Regions from separate parts of the Mus musculus genome. Here region 1 is linked to region 2. A link is a contact called in public HiChIP or PLAC-seq data. All regions are on one chromosome and are shown on one strand. The core of a region is the stretch at or near the end of the contact, and the rest is flanking DNA. Distances in the headings are between cores, read along the strand shown. Region 1 overlaps Epb41l2 (erythrocyte membrane protein band 4.1 like 2). Region 2 overlaps Enpp3 (ectonucleotide pyrophosphatase/phosphodiesterase 3).

Region 1 (6,577 bases), core at 386-2,885, 580 kb after region 2:
CACAGTGGGTCCTTTGTCTTTCCTTCATCAATGCTGATGTTTTTGCTAGTTTTGTCTATGTGTTTTGGTTGGTTCTCATTATTGGTAGCAGGTGGAGGGACTTGGATGATAAACTAAGATGATGTAACATGCCTTCTTACTGTCTGCCTTTTTAAATGAATGGCTTTTACCCATGGTTTTTAGGTTACTAGTTGCCTGGAAGCATTGTGATTACATTCCTTTCATATGTATTTTTTACCCAGATAATTTAAGTTATGGAGCTCAGAGACTTTCATCTCTACATCTATATTATGTATTTGTGAAAAAGGGAATTCAACATTTAATCAGAGCACTGCTATTTTTATAACTGTTAATTGGCAGAACTCTCGAACATTATCTTGTTTTTGGTGTATTATCTGCAGTCATTCCCACGGTATCTTCTACAGTGTGCTTATTTAACTGGTCTTGCAAAGGAACCTTTCCTCACTTACCCATGCCTTTGCTACTTGGTGTCTTTTATTTTGAAATTCTCATTTCATTATGTTTTCATAATGGCGACTTGTTAAAAAGACATGATGCCACCTCATGTCTTCTAAGACCTTTCCTTTCTCTGACTGGGTTTTACTGTTTCTGTGGTGTATTTAGCTCATCTTTCTGTATCCCTTATTTCTGTCAAAGTAAAAGTCTGTCTGAAGAATTCAAACCAGAGTAAACATTTTAGTAGAGTGTTTAACAGCCAGACCCATTGCATCATCGCAGGAACCATACAAGTCAGTAGTAATGAAGGTGATGATTTTTCGATTGTGAAATCATGATTTCCCCTTTTATATCATCTAGGAGGAGTGAAATTTTGGCAATACATATACGTCTAGTTCTTCATCCAACTTCTACCTAATATAGTATCCATTGGTGGTTTTTACCAGTTATCTTCCTGGAATTAGCAAAAGTTATAAAAAGGATTTTTAAAGAATTGGAGTCAAAATATACAAACTTTTTATCTTGATCTTTTTACAGCATATAGTTCAGTATTACAATTTTTTTTGTGATGTGCCGATCTTAACTGCACTGAAACTGTATATTCTAAAATGGTATTTGATGCTTTAAAAAAAAAGATTTATTTTTATGTGTGAGTGTTTTGACTGTGTGTGTATAGTGCACCCACCATGTGTATGTATCCTGGGAAGCCAGGAGCTGTCGGGTCCCCTGGAACTTGGGTGACAGGAGTTGTGAACTCCTATTTTGGTGCTGGGAACTGAACCCCAGTCCTAAGCAAGAGCAGCAAGTGCTGTTCAGCTGAGCCAACTTTCCAGCCACCTTAGTTAAACAGCTCTAACTCTCTTTGCTAAGTGGCTTTCCTTTATCAATGCGGGCTCGTTGTTTACCATAAAATAGTTTTAAAATAGGAAACACTGGGTAAATGTTTTAATTTTTTTTGCTTTATTGCATTTCGGAAGGGGGCTTAATAGTTAGACCCGTTTCTTTTTTTCTGTACTAATAGAAAAAGTTTTGGGCTTTAAATGTTGCCAGATGTTCAAGCGATTTCTACAGCCTGCGGCCTGTGGGAGGAGGGGGGAGTGGTCAGGCTGTGGGACCTGCGGAAGCAAGTTGCGTCCTGGGAGGGGTTACTCTTGCAGGCATGCTGGGAATCTCGGCCTCCTCTGTGCCCCTGGCTGCCTGGGGTAAGCAGCCTTGCTGGACTTCACTCTGTCAACTACCATGAGCTCTATTGTGGGCGTAGGAATGGTGGCGCAGACTCACTGTGGACCGAAACCTTTGATTGAACCTGTGTGCCAAAATTAAGCTTTCATCCTTACAAGTTAGTTTGTCTCAGGTATTGTCACAGCAGTGGAAAGCTAACCAGAAGCAGTCTGCTTCCTTCTTGAGTATTGTCACTGATTTAAGATTTTTTTTTTGGGGGGGGGGGTGCTTTTTTTTTTTTTTTTTTTTGGTTTTTGAGATAGGGTTTCTCTGTGTAGCCCTGGCTGTCCTGGAACTCACTCTGTAGACCAGGCTGACCTCAAACTCAGAAATCCGCCTGCCTCTGCCTCCCGAGTGTTGGGATTAAAGGCGTGCACCACCACATCCGGCCGATTTAAGAATGTTTATATATTCTGTGGATTTCAAGCAGTTACGCAGACATTTTTTTTAACCTTCTGAATCAGGGTCTTGCTGTTTGCTGGATTACACTGTGATTGGCCAGTCATTGTTTTTGTATGATGTCCAGGTTTCCTAAGTCCTTTTATTTTTTTCTTTTTTAAATTTAATTTTATTTACATTCTAGACGTTGCCCCTCTTCTTGGTCCCCTCCCCGTGTTTTTCAACCCTCCCCCCCAGAGGGTGCTCCCCCACTGCCCACCAGGATCCCCCTTCCCTGGAGCATCAAGTCTCTACAGGATTAAACTCATCCTCTCCTACCGAGGCCAGACAAGGCAATCCTCTGCTGCATACCTGCCTGGGGGGTCACTGGGTGGCTTTTCTTTCAGTCTCTGCTCCATTTTTATTCCTGAGTTTCATTTAGGCTGGAACAAATCTGGGTCAAAAAAATTGAAAATGGGAGGGTGTTCCCCTGCCTCAACAGGGGGTCATGTCTATCTACTGGAGGTGGTCTCTTCCATCTCCCCACTGTTGGGCATTTTGGCTAATGTCATCTCCATTGAGTCCTGGTAGTCTACATCCAAGGACTCTGGGACACTCTAGAGGTTCCCCACCCCCACTCCCAGTCCCCACCGCTGTATATTTTGATTCATTCTCCTGGCCCCCTGGGTTTCTTTCTTGTCTCTCCCCATACCTAATCTTGTTCCTTCCTTCCCCTTTCTGAGTCCTTTTACACTGGCTCTTTTCTTTTTTTTTAATTTAGAATACCATCAAATCCCCATTAGCTTTCACACAAAACAGTCTGTGATGTAAAGAAGTGTGAAGCTGAGTGCTTACACTGTGATGTTGCGGTAAATCTCCCAAATATGCCCGGCAATGAAAACCCAACCCAGTTCATATGATTACATGCTGTGCGCCTAGATCGGGCAGATTGGGTAGCTACACTACCATCTTCCACATCTCTGAGACCCCTTAGAACTTGCGGTTTCTCCAGGCCATGTGCTTCTGCTCTGCTTTTCTTCTTCTTCCTCCTCCTCTGCATCCTCTCCACCTTCCCTTTTATCTGCCCAATCATCAGCTCTCCTTTATTTTACAAACTAAGGTGGGAAGCAGGTTTAGAGGAAATCACCTGAGTGCTGACTCATTCCTTGTTCACAACCACTCACAGGAGAACGGAATTAACATCAAATATAATTAGCCCCAGGGTTAGCCACAACACTGATACCAACTTATCAGCACTTAGGAACTGGGTGAAAGTCCTGGACTTCTTGTTGTATGGTTTGTGGTCCTTTAATGCTTACAATGTTGTTTTACTATTTAGTCATGAAGAGTTTGTTTATTGGTTTTTTGAGCTAGATGTCATAATTTGTTCTTCCCAGGCCACTGATTCAGTTTGGAGCCATGAGAGTCCCAGCATCCTTCAGAGTCACAAGCCTGTCCTCAGAGGAAGCTAGGAGGGCTTTGCATGCTAACCTCTGCCTCTAACTCATCCTAAAGCTAGCTCAGCGCTCTGCCTGCACGGTCACCTCGTCATGCTGGATTGATTAATAATTAATTAATTATTAATTAACTGCTGAGAGTCTCTGCGGGCAGCTCTGTTTCCTCTGGTTGGCGTAAACAGGTCATATTTGGAGTTGAAATGTATGAGTTTGTACAGGACTGCTCAGTAATTGAATAGAGTCTTCATGAGCACATCATGTTTCTACACCTCTGGGTAGACAGTGTCTGACCTTTTAAAGCACACATTGGCTTATGACTTCCTTTCTTTTCCTGCAGTGGAGTTTAAGGTACGTTTTGTTCATTGTGTAGGCAAAAGTTCTTTCTAGCTTTGTAGGCTTTCTTCTCTGAGTAAATGTGGCTTGGTTTATCCATGTCCTCACCCACCGGTCGCCATCATGACTCTCTCGGTGCGCATTACATAGGAACCTCCATCGTCGGAGTCCTTTGAGCGCGTACTGCATGGTGGGCAGCAGTGCAAATAATACAGCTGCATGCCATGCTAATACAAACCAAATGCTGTGCTTTGAAAAGCCATTTCTTTTCCAAGAATAGAAACTAGTATAACGGAATTCTGTGCTTATTCTACAGGGAGTTAAGTTTTAAAGTAAATAAAAAGAAGCCATACTATACTTTAGTTAGAAATACTCTTCTTTATATGTTTAAGCTATGTCAGGTTTGTAAACTATAACATTTTTGTAACTATAAGAAACTTATTTTGTAGAGACCCAGCACTTTAAAAAATATCTAAAATTGCATAAACTGCAGAAACTGAATACTGTCATTTCTAGCAGATAAAGCTTTTCTGTGGCTAGTCCAGATGTGGCAGCAACAGGATAATATGAATACTTGGTTATTTCTTTCACATTCATAATACTACTGAATTGTGAATGAGTTCAGTTTAAGTTGTGCAGGGTTGTCCTTTGTAAGGACAGGCTCTTCCTTACAGGAAAACACAAGTGTCTGAAGGTTGAATGGCAGTTACTTTGTATATTACCATACAATGATTTTAAGCCATCTTACAGTTAGTACTTACGATAAAATTTCTTTTTTTCCTTTTTTAAAGGAGTTTTTATTTAATGTACGAGTATCTGCATGTACACCTGCATGCCAGAAGAGGGCCCAAGATTTCACTATAGATGGTTGTGAGCCACCATATGGTTGCCAGGAATTGAACTCGGGACCTCTGGATGGGCAGCGAGTTCTCTTAACCACTGAACCATCTCTCCAGCCCTGTGATAAAATTTCTTAAAAAGCAATTAGGGTCGGGTAAATTAAGACTTAAACGAAAACATACAAGAGAGTGTCTGCATGCAACTGTAACTGCGGCCTAGCATATGTGTTGAAGATATTCTGTTTATTTCATTGCTTTGTTATTTTATTTTTGTATAAAGAATACTATGCAGTTAATGACTTATAACCCTCCAAAAGTATTTGTTCTATAAAAAATAGCAAAACAGCTATACACATAAATAGACTATCTGATTTATTCCTGATTTAACTGTTATTCTTTGGAAATGCTTGTTGAAGGTTATTGAAGACATTTTCCTCCTTAAATCCTGAAATTCTGTGTGTGTATGTTTGAGTATGTGATGCATGTACCTGCACATGTCCCTGGAGGGCTTGGGTGGTGTTCCTCAAGTATTATCTATTCTTTTTTTAATGAGATAGGCTCTCTCACTGTCCTGCAAGTTGTGCTGGCTGACCAGGAAACTTTAGCAATGCAGGGTTTACCTCCCCAGTGCAGAGGTTACGAGAGAACCCCGTGACTGCCTTTTCCCTCTAAAATGTAGCTTCTGGGGGCTGGACTCCATTCAGCTCCGTCAGCTTGGAATGCAGACATTTTACTAGCGAGTTTCCTGATCCTTAGAGTTTTTACAGCATAAGACAAAGCCATTGTGTAAGAGGGCAGTCACTGTTATTAAGGCTGGAAGCTCGTAATCTTAGCCCTCCAGATGCTGAGGCCTGAGGAGTTCTGCAAGTCTGAGGCCAGCTTGAACTATTCTGTGAGACCCGTTTCAACAGAAAGATTAGTAGCTGAGACTTTTCTGAGTTCGATCTATCTCTTGAGTGACTTATATACTTCAGAGCCAATTCTTCCCTAATTCTTCCCTAATTCTTGGTCCTTTTAAAACGAATAGTTTCTGATTCCCACCAGTCGGCTTAGCTGCCATCTCTTTGTCACTCTTGGATGTGCACAGCATCTACCAGGTTCCATTTTAACAGCCGACTGTGCAGGCTTTTCCAGCTACTGTCTTTTCTCAGAGCAGCAGCCATGCTTTAGCCTGCTCCTAGTGATTGGCATGTGTTAGAGCACTCTCTGCGTATTTATGGAATGAATAAAAACTAGTAAATGAAACACAAGTCTTAATGAAGTTCAGATTATGTTATGGTTTGAATGGAAATGTCGCCGACAGGTTTATGAGTTGAATGCTTGGAGCCTCAGCTGGAGGCACAGTTCTGAGAAGCAGTGGAGACTTTAGGAGATGATGGGGCCTGTCTGAAGCAGTAGGTCACTGGGATGTGCTGGCCTCTTCCTCACTCCATTTCTTTTCTGCTTCCTGGGTGCCTTGGCGTGAGCTTCTTGCCATGGATGCTTTCCTGGTCATAGTGGACCAAATGCCAAGACCTGAGCTGGAGTATGCTGTGCTTTTGGTTGAGTGTGGTGCTTGTCACAGTGAGTCCAACACACACTGTTACTTTTCTTTCCTCGCTAGGAATGAGAGTGCATTACCTGACTTGGATGCTCCTTTTGCCATGTAGAAATTGTAGGTGCTGGTGGTGATGTGGTATGTCTTAGAGTTGAATGAGATAGGTTCTTAGCGGAGCTGGGTATAGGTGCTTTTCTCCAGAGGGCTTACTCAGCTGCCTTCTCCTGTATCCCTTCCTGCAGAGGCGGCCTCCTGTATTGTCTCCTCCCCTCTTGGCTGCTCTCAGTGGCATTCCAGAATCCTCTCCTATCACTTCCTGCCTAATCAGATGTCCTGTTAGTTGATTGCAACTATTT
Region 2 (6,331 bases), core at 559-3,058:
GGTAAATAACAACAAAAGGAGCTGCAAGCAAGCAAGCTCACATTTGGATGGCCATTGTTAAATGAGGTTCCTCAGGGCATCTCACTCCTGGGAGCTTTTACGTTATGGCCAATGGGGGTGGGGGTGGGGGGTGGGGCTCAAAAGCAGAATGCCTTTGTGTGTTGAAAACAGTATTCCAGGACAATGGTCCTGTGGGAAAGTTGTATGAGAGTGGCCTTGCTAATGAGGAAATTGATTGAGTGCCTGAGGTGCTTGGGACCGCCATGAGTGGCAGTGTGTACGGTAGGCACCCAGGACACAGCACAGAAACTGGCAAGTGCCTTCACGTAAAATGTCCATGTTACAGTGCTGAGTGGCCATGCAGTATCTAGCCTTGAGGTTTCAGCATGAGAATTAACAGTGCCTCATCAAAGTCTCCATCGGGTTGCCAATCAAAGGAATTAAGGTATCGATAATTAGGCAGTTATCCTTCCTAGAACTTTTAACAATTTTATGATTGAACTATTAAACTGAAATATTGATTTTAGACTTTTAATGACTTGGTTTCATGTATTCCTTAAATGTGTGTGTTCAGTAGAGAGTTTTAAAATCCTGTCTTATGTTGTAGGTTAGGCCTAAATGATTTTCCATCTGTTGAGAAACAAACAAACAAACAAAACCAGCAAGAAAACCCCATCTTACTCCAGCACTGACTGGTCCACTCGAATGCCCTGCAGAATCAGGCTCTTCCACATAGATGGTATAAAAACTGGGTCTACAGGTAAAATTGAAACAAAGGGAGACATTAATAATTTGGGATCATGAGCATGCCTGCCCCCTCCCCCTCCTTATCCAGGCTAGAGGCCAGAAGATACATTTGACTTGAGTGCATTAGAGTCTCCTAATGAGACGTAAATAACACCTTTCCAGATAAAAGCACTACTGTGGCTCAGTTGTGAAACATCTTGTTTTTGTAGCTAAGACCTCTGTTAATGGGTCAGCCCTTTCTATGTGCTAGTGTCTGGCCTTTGACTGACTCTCTGTTCCTCTATCAGCATGTGGCTGCCGATGTGAAGTTTACCTGATGCTCTCAGTACGCTCTGACTAGTCTGTGACTCTGGCTCCTTTCAGCCTGGAATCTATCTATCCTCAGAAACAAGAACCAGGGCCTCTGTCATTCCTGCCCCAGTTCAGTATGGTCATGATATCTGTCTGCCTCTCCAACGAGGGACTGACTCTGTCTCTGTACCTGTTCTCAGAAATCAATCTTAGGAAATGCCCACTAAAAAGCAGTGACAATAGCTGGTTTAGTGACACATGCCTGTGTCAACTCCAAACACCACTCTCACCTCCAGGAGGATAGAGTTTACTGTGGAGCCAAATGTGACTGGCCATGGCTGCAGATTTAGTTTACCCCGAATTCTACGTTCCAACACAAAAGCAGATTGATGGAGCTCTTACAGTCACAGAACAGGGGAGGTCATAAATCAGACACTTTCAAATACATTGATGGGCAGGGGGTTACAGCAAAAAAATGGGGACAACTCTGCTCACAGCCCTAGAAGCTATCTGATAGTATTCTTAGCTCTTCAGTGGTTGGAAACTAGGGTTTTGTTATGCTAATATATTCTGATTTTTTTTTTTTAACATGTTAGTCACTGGATGTCAGGTCTGAGCTGGATAAGGAGTGGCTATTTAGAGGGCTACACACGGCTTAAAATAAATTGTAATTTGGCTCTAGACCTGTCTGACTCTCTACAAAGTGCTAATGAGTGAATCAGTCTTAGAGAAGGTTTCAGTTTGCAAGACATTTCTGGAAATGTCTGTCATAACTGTCGTCAGTCTCAGCACTCAGTAGGCCAAGGCAGGAGTATTGCAGGAAGTTCAAGGCAGCCTGGTCTATATAGTGACTTTCAGGCTGGCAGGGCTATGTAACCAAACCTCTCAAACTGCCAGAAGTGGCTGGGAGCAGGAAGCAGGAGAAGTAAGAGGGAAGACAGACAGACAGACAGACAGACAGACAGGGAAGGAAGGGAAGACAGACAGAAGGATAAAAAGGGAATTCCAAGGATTTTGTTTTGTTTTGTTTTTCACGGGTGCTAGTACAGAAGGTTCTAGTCTTAACCATATATACATCACAATGGAGCACTCTTAGACAGAGCTGTCACTCACCGGTCAGCTTTGGGCAGGTCCAGCCATTGTAACAGTGTTGTAATCCTCCTTTCATATGGGACAGAACTGAAATAAAAAGTTTAAAAAATTTAATCAAGTAATTCCAACATACTCTTCCTTAGGGGGAGGAGTCGATGCCTCATGCATCCATTCTGTAGTACAGGATCAAAACACTGAAAGGGGCGTGGCACGCTCCACTGAAAGGGGCGTGGCAGGCTCCACTGAAAGGGGCGTGGCACGCTCCACTGAAAGGGGCGTGGCACGCTCCACTGAAAGGGGCCCACTGTCAGAAAGACCTTCCACACACTCGTCTCATCAAAAAAAGGTCACTTTCTTTCCTTTTTACTTGTTTCTCCTTTAACTTTGCACAACTAAAATGAAAGCCGTTGATTATCAACAAGTCAAGTTGATAACTTGTAACTGTCGGCTTTTACTCATTATACATCACATGTACTAGTTGTCTATTTGCAAACAGTGTACTTTGAGGTAGAGGTTGGTCTCTAAGTATATCTATAGGGGATAATCTTGATTATGAATTGATGTAAGGGGAGCCAGTACACTGTAGGTGGCGCTATCCCTAGGCAGGTGGGCAAAGCAGCATCAGCACTCATCCATGGGTCTGCTAATGTACAGAGCATGTGTGCCAGGAGCCATTGAAATACTTGATGGAGTGCTGTAACTAGACTGGCAAAGGTACCTTTTGACTGATGATTGAGAATAGATCACAGGAGAAAAGAAACAGAAAGTTGGGGAGACAGGGGCCTTAGTAATACAGATAGATGAAAGTGCAGACTAAAGCTGTAAAAAAAGATTTTCAGGCCAGGCAGTAGTGGACACACATTTAATCTCAATACTCTGGAGCCAGAGGCAGGCAAATCTCTATGAGTTCATGGTCAGCCTGGTCTACAGATCAAGTCCTAGAATAGCCAAAGCTACACAGAGAAACCCTGTCTCAAAAACAAAACAAAACAAAACAAACAAACAAAAAACAAAACAAAAAAACCCAAAACCCTCAGACTGCGTCTTCTGTGAAAGTCAAAAGCATGGCTGACAAGCCGGGGAGTAGAGTCCCCAGGCCACGCCTTCTGAACTCTTTAAGTATGGAGAAGTCAAGGTCAGCACGAACAGGCAGGTGATCACACAGGCACCCATCCATTCTGAGCTCTTCACTCTAGATGTGATCAGCTGTCTCGTGCTTCTGCTTCTGTGGCATCTCTCAGTGACAAGATTTCAACCCAGAAGTTCAACCTTAAATAAATACCTTTCTTTCTCCTGTAAGTTGCTTTCCGTCATGGTATTTAACCACAGCAACAAAAACAAAACTACAACCGCAGACACAGTGCCTGCCACTGAGCTGAATCCAGAACCTGTATGATAGAAGAGAACTGACCCTCTACACACACACACATACACACACTTGCACAGATACAAACACACAAGCACACGCATGCACACATATGCACATACATACACAAACACACACACACAAATCAATCTTTAAGGCAAACAAATAAATGAGGAAAGCGGTCTACAGATCCCTGCCTAGTTAGATCCTTATGGGAAGGCCCTTTGCCTACTTGCTGTAATTCCTGTAGATGGTAGGGAAGGAGCCATTGACAGCCACATCTGATCCCGGCCAGTAGTAGCAAGCAGCTTTTAAACCTTGATACATTGCCGTTAGCCAAATCTATAAAGAGTGAAAGACAACAGGATAATTGTTTAAGAATGAACACTATAACCTCCTGCTAACAACTATTTTGACTGAGAATTTGTTCTTGTTTTTACAGTAAATTAAAATGTATGATTGGTCAATCTCCTCAACAATAGAACATGGAGTAAGGTAGTAACAGTTCATTATTTCTCCCACATCGATAGAATCGTGCGCGTACTTCTTCACCTTTGAAGGAATTGCAGAACAGTATGGGGGAAATTAGCTATCTTTTTGAGCAAAGTTGAATATGGGTCAGTTGATGATACAAGACCAAATGTCAACACAAAACCACCTCAGTAAGCAGCCATAAATTTAAAAAAAAAAAATCAAACCATTATAATAAATAAATAGTGGTAAAATCTTCACATCTTCAGCCATTAGAAACTACATGAATGGCGAGAAACTCGAGTAGACTGAGAACACCGAGCCATTGTTCATGAAAGCAGAGGCCAGGAGGCCAGGAGGCCAGAAGGCCAGGAGAGTGAGACTGGTACATACCGGCTGCCCGCTCCACCAGGCGGGATTGCTTTTCTCCACTGAAGAAAGGGAAAAATTCTTGTTGAGGTGCACGTCATACATGTTGTTGTCAATGATGCCGTGTGACTCCGGATACAAACCCTATAATTTTTAATCACAAAAATAAGATTATGAAGTATGCTTTAGTAAACGATAGGCAGACTGCAATAGCGACAGATCTCTACTCACACCTAGGAAGAACGGTACACTTTTCAATGGAACAGATCTGAAACTAAAGTGTCAGGAAGACGCAGCTTCTTACCCTCCATGTCTCTTGGCCTCAGCTGCAGCTAGCAGCAGATGGTTCGTTCTGACTTCACTGTTAAATGTTTAACTGTTACACTGTTAAATGTCCCCCAGAGGCTCGGTTGTTTTGACACTTGGCTCCTGGTGCTTACACTGTTAAATGTCCCCCAGAGGTTCAGTTGGTTTGACACTTGGTTCCTGGTTGAAAGTACTATTCTGGGAGAGGGTAGAACCTTTAGATCAGTGGTTCTCAACCATCCTAATGCTGTAACCCTTGACTACAGTTCCTCCTGTTGTGGTGACTGCCAACCTCAAAATTATTTCATTGCTACTTCAGAACTGTAATTCTGCCACTGTTACGAATCGTAATGTTAAGTATCTGATATGCAGGATACTTGATATGTGATCCCAAGGGGGTTGCAAACCACAGCCTTAGAGCCACTGCTTTAGAAGGTAAAGCCTCGATGGAAGAAGGGGGATATAGGTCACCAGTACAGGCCTGGACAGGAGGTGTGTTTATATATTTACTTTCTGTGCCTGTGCATGTGCATGTGTGCTGTGGGTTATGTACATGCTACGTAAGGGAAACACAGGGAGGTCAGAGGGCAACTTTGAAGAGTCATTTCTCTCCTTTCACTATGTGAGTCCTGAACACAGAACTCCTGTTCTCAGGCCCGTGTCAAGCACCTTGACCAGCTGACCATCTCGCCAGGCCTTGGAATTTTATACCCCTGTCCTACTTCCTGTTTTCTCTCTACTTCCTGAGTACGCGTGAGCACGACCAAGCAGCCTCTAGCTCCTGCTGCCGCGCCATCCACTGTGTCAGGATGGATCCCTTCACACTGTACTCCAGAATGAGCAGAGTGCTTCATGCTTAAATGGCTTTCTGTCTGCTATGTTGTTCTAGCAATGAGCAAAATAACTAACATACTGTGTAACACAAAAAAGCTAACATCTCTTGCATACTTAATTACCTGCTTGCTACCCATGTTTTTTCATTTAATGAGGAGAATCTATTTGCTTTGGTTGTCTTATCTTTTTTTTAAAGTCACTAGAATGAGTCCACTTATGAAACAAAATTTCATCAAGTAAAACTAGCAAATAGATTGATAGATAATAGATAGATAGATAGATAGATAGATAGATAGATAGATAGATAGATAGATATTTGTGTCTAGAATTTTCCACATGTAAGTATCAGTGCTTACAGAGTGCCACACTTCCAGCTGACTTCCAGTTAAGGAAAGAGCAGTGAAAAGATCCAGGAGAAAGGTGTTTCTCACATCTCACAGATTTCTGTGGCCTCACAAAGGTGAGTTAGCCTAATGTGAGGTGTGTGTGGTCAATGGATAGAGAACACCGAGCCATGCCTTTCTAGCCTGGATTCAGTGGTGCACTTATGAAGTGTGTAGCACAAGCTTGCCCAGTTCTTGCTCAATGTGTCCCTATCTGTGTAGTGCAGTCAATTCCCTGCCTGTGGCCTGTCAATTTTCCACTGATCCAAGCACTTACCGTGACAATGGTATAATGATTTGGGAAGGTTTTGGTGGGATACATAGCTCTCATATATTTAGAATGGATTCCACATGTTTCTGTAAGGCAATAGAGTAAGACATTAGGCAGGTGTTTATTGTGGATAACTAAATACCAGCATGTTTTCCAGAAACTAAAAAAGGGGTTAGACATGGAAAGAGGGTGGAATTCTGA

What was found. HiChIP or PLAC-seq counts read pairs in DNA pulled down with a chosen protein or histone mark.
Region 1: an H3K27ac HiChIP or PLAC-seq map of embryonic stem cells shows a contact between it and region 2, with 3 times the contacts expected there. The contact joins two enhancer-like sites. A contact is called at or near these places in 1 of 484 Hi-C or Micro-C datasets (B cells) and 1 of 115 datasets of contacts at active chromatin or transcription factors (embryonic stem cells).

The regions. Positions count from the first base shown.
Region 1 is chr10:25,380,551-25,387,127 of GRCm38.p6, forward strand. The region is part of intron 1 of Epb41l2 (erythrocyte membrane protein band 4.1 like 2); the gene reads left to right. Among named protein-coding and RNA genes, the nearest start is that of Epb41l2, 24 kb to the left of the region's middle. Within about 2 kb of position 1,636, at least 51 of the 459 cell types and tissues checked have an H3K27ac peak or open chromatin away from gene starts, as enhancers often do. A contact at or near this core is called in embryonic stem cells, where this site is marked.
Region 2 is chr10:24,803,718-24,810,048 of GRCm38.p6, forward strand. Enpp3 (ectonucleotide pyrophosphatase/phosphodiesterase 3) reads right to left here. Exons shown (of 25, transcript NM_134005.2): 7 at 6,137-6,216; 8 at 4,361-4,480; 9 at 3,729-3,838; 10 at 2,152-2,217; 11 at 682-754. Among named protein-coding and RNA genes, the nearest start is that of Enpp3, 29 kb to the right of the region's middle. Within about 2 kb of position 1,809, at least 12 of the 459 cell types and tissues checked have an H3K27ac peak or open chromatin away from gene starts, as enhancers often do. A contact at or near this core is called in embryonic stem cells, where this site is marked.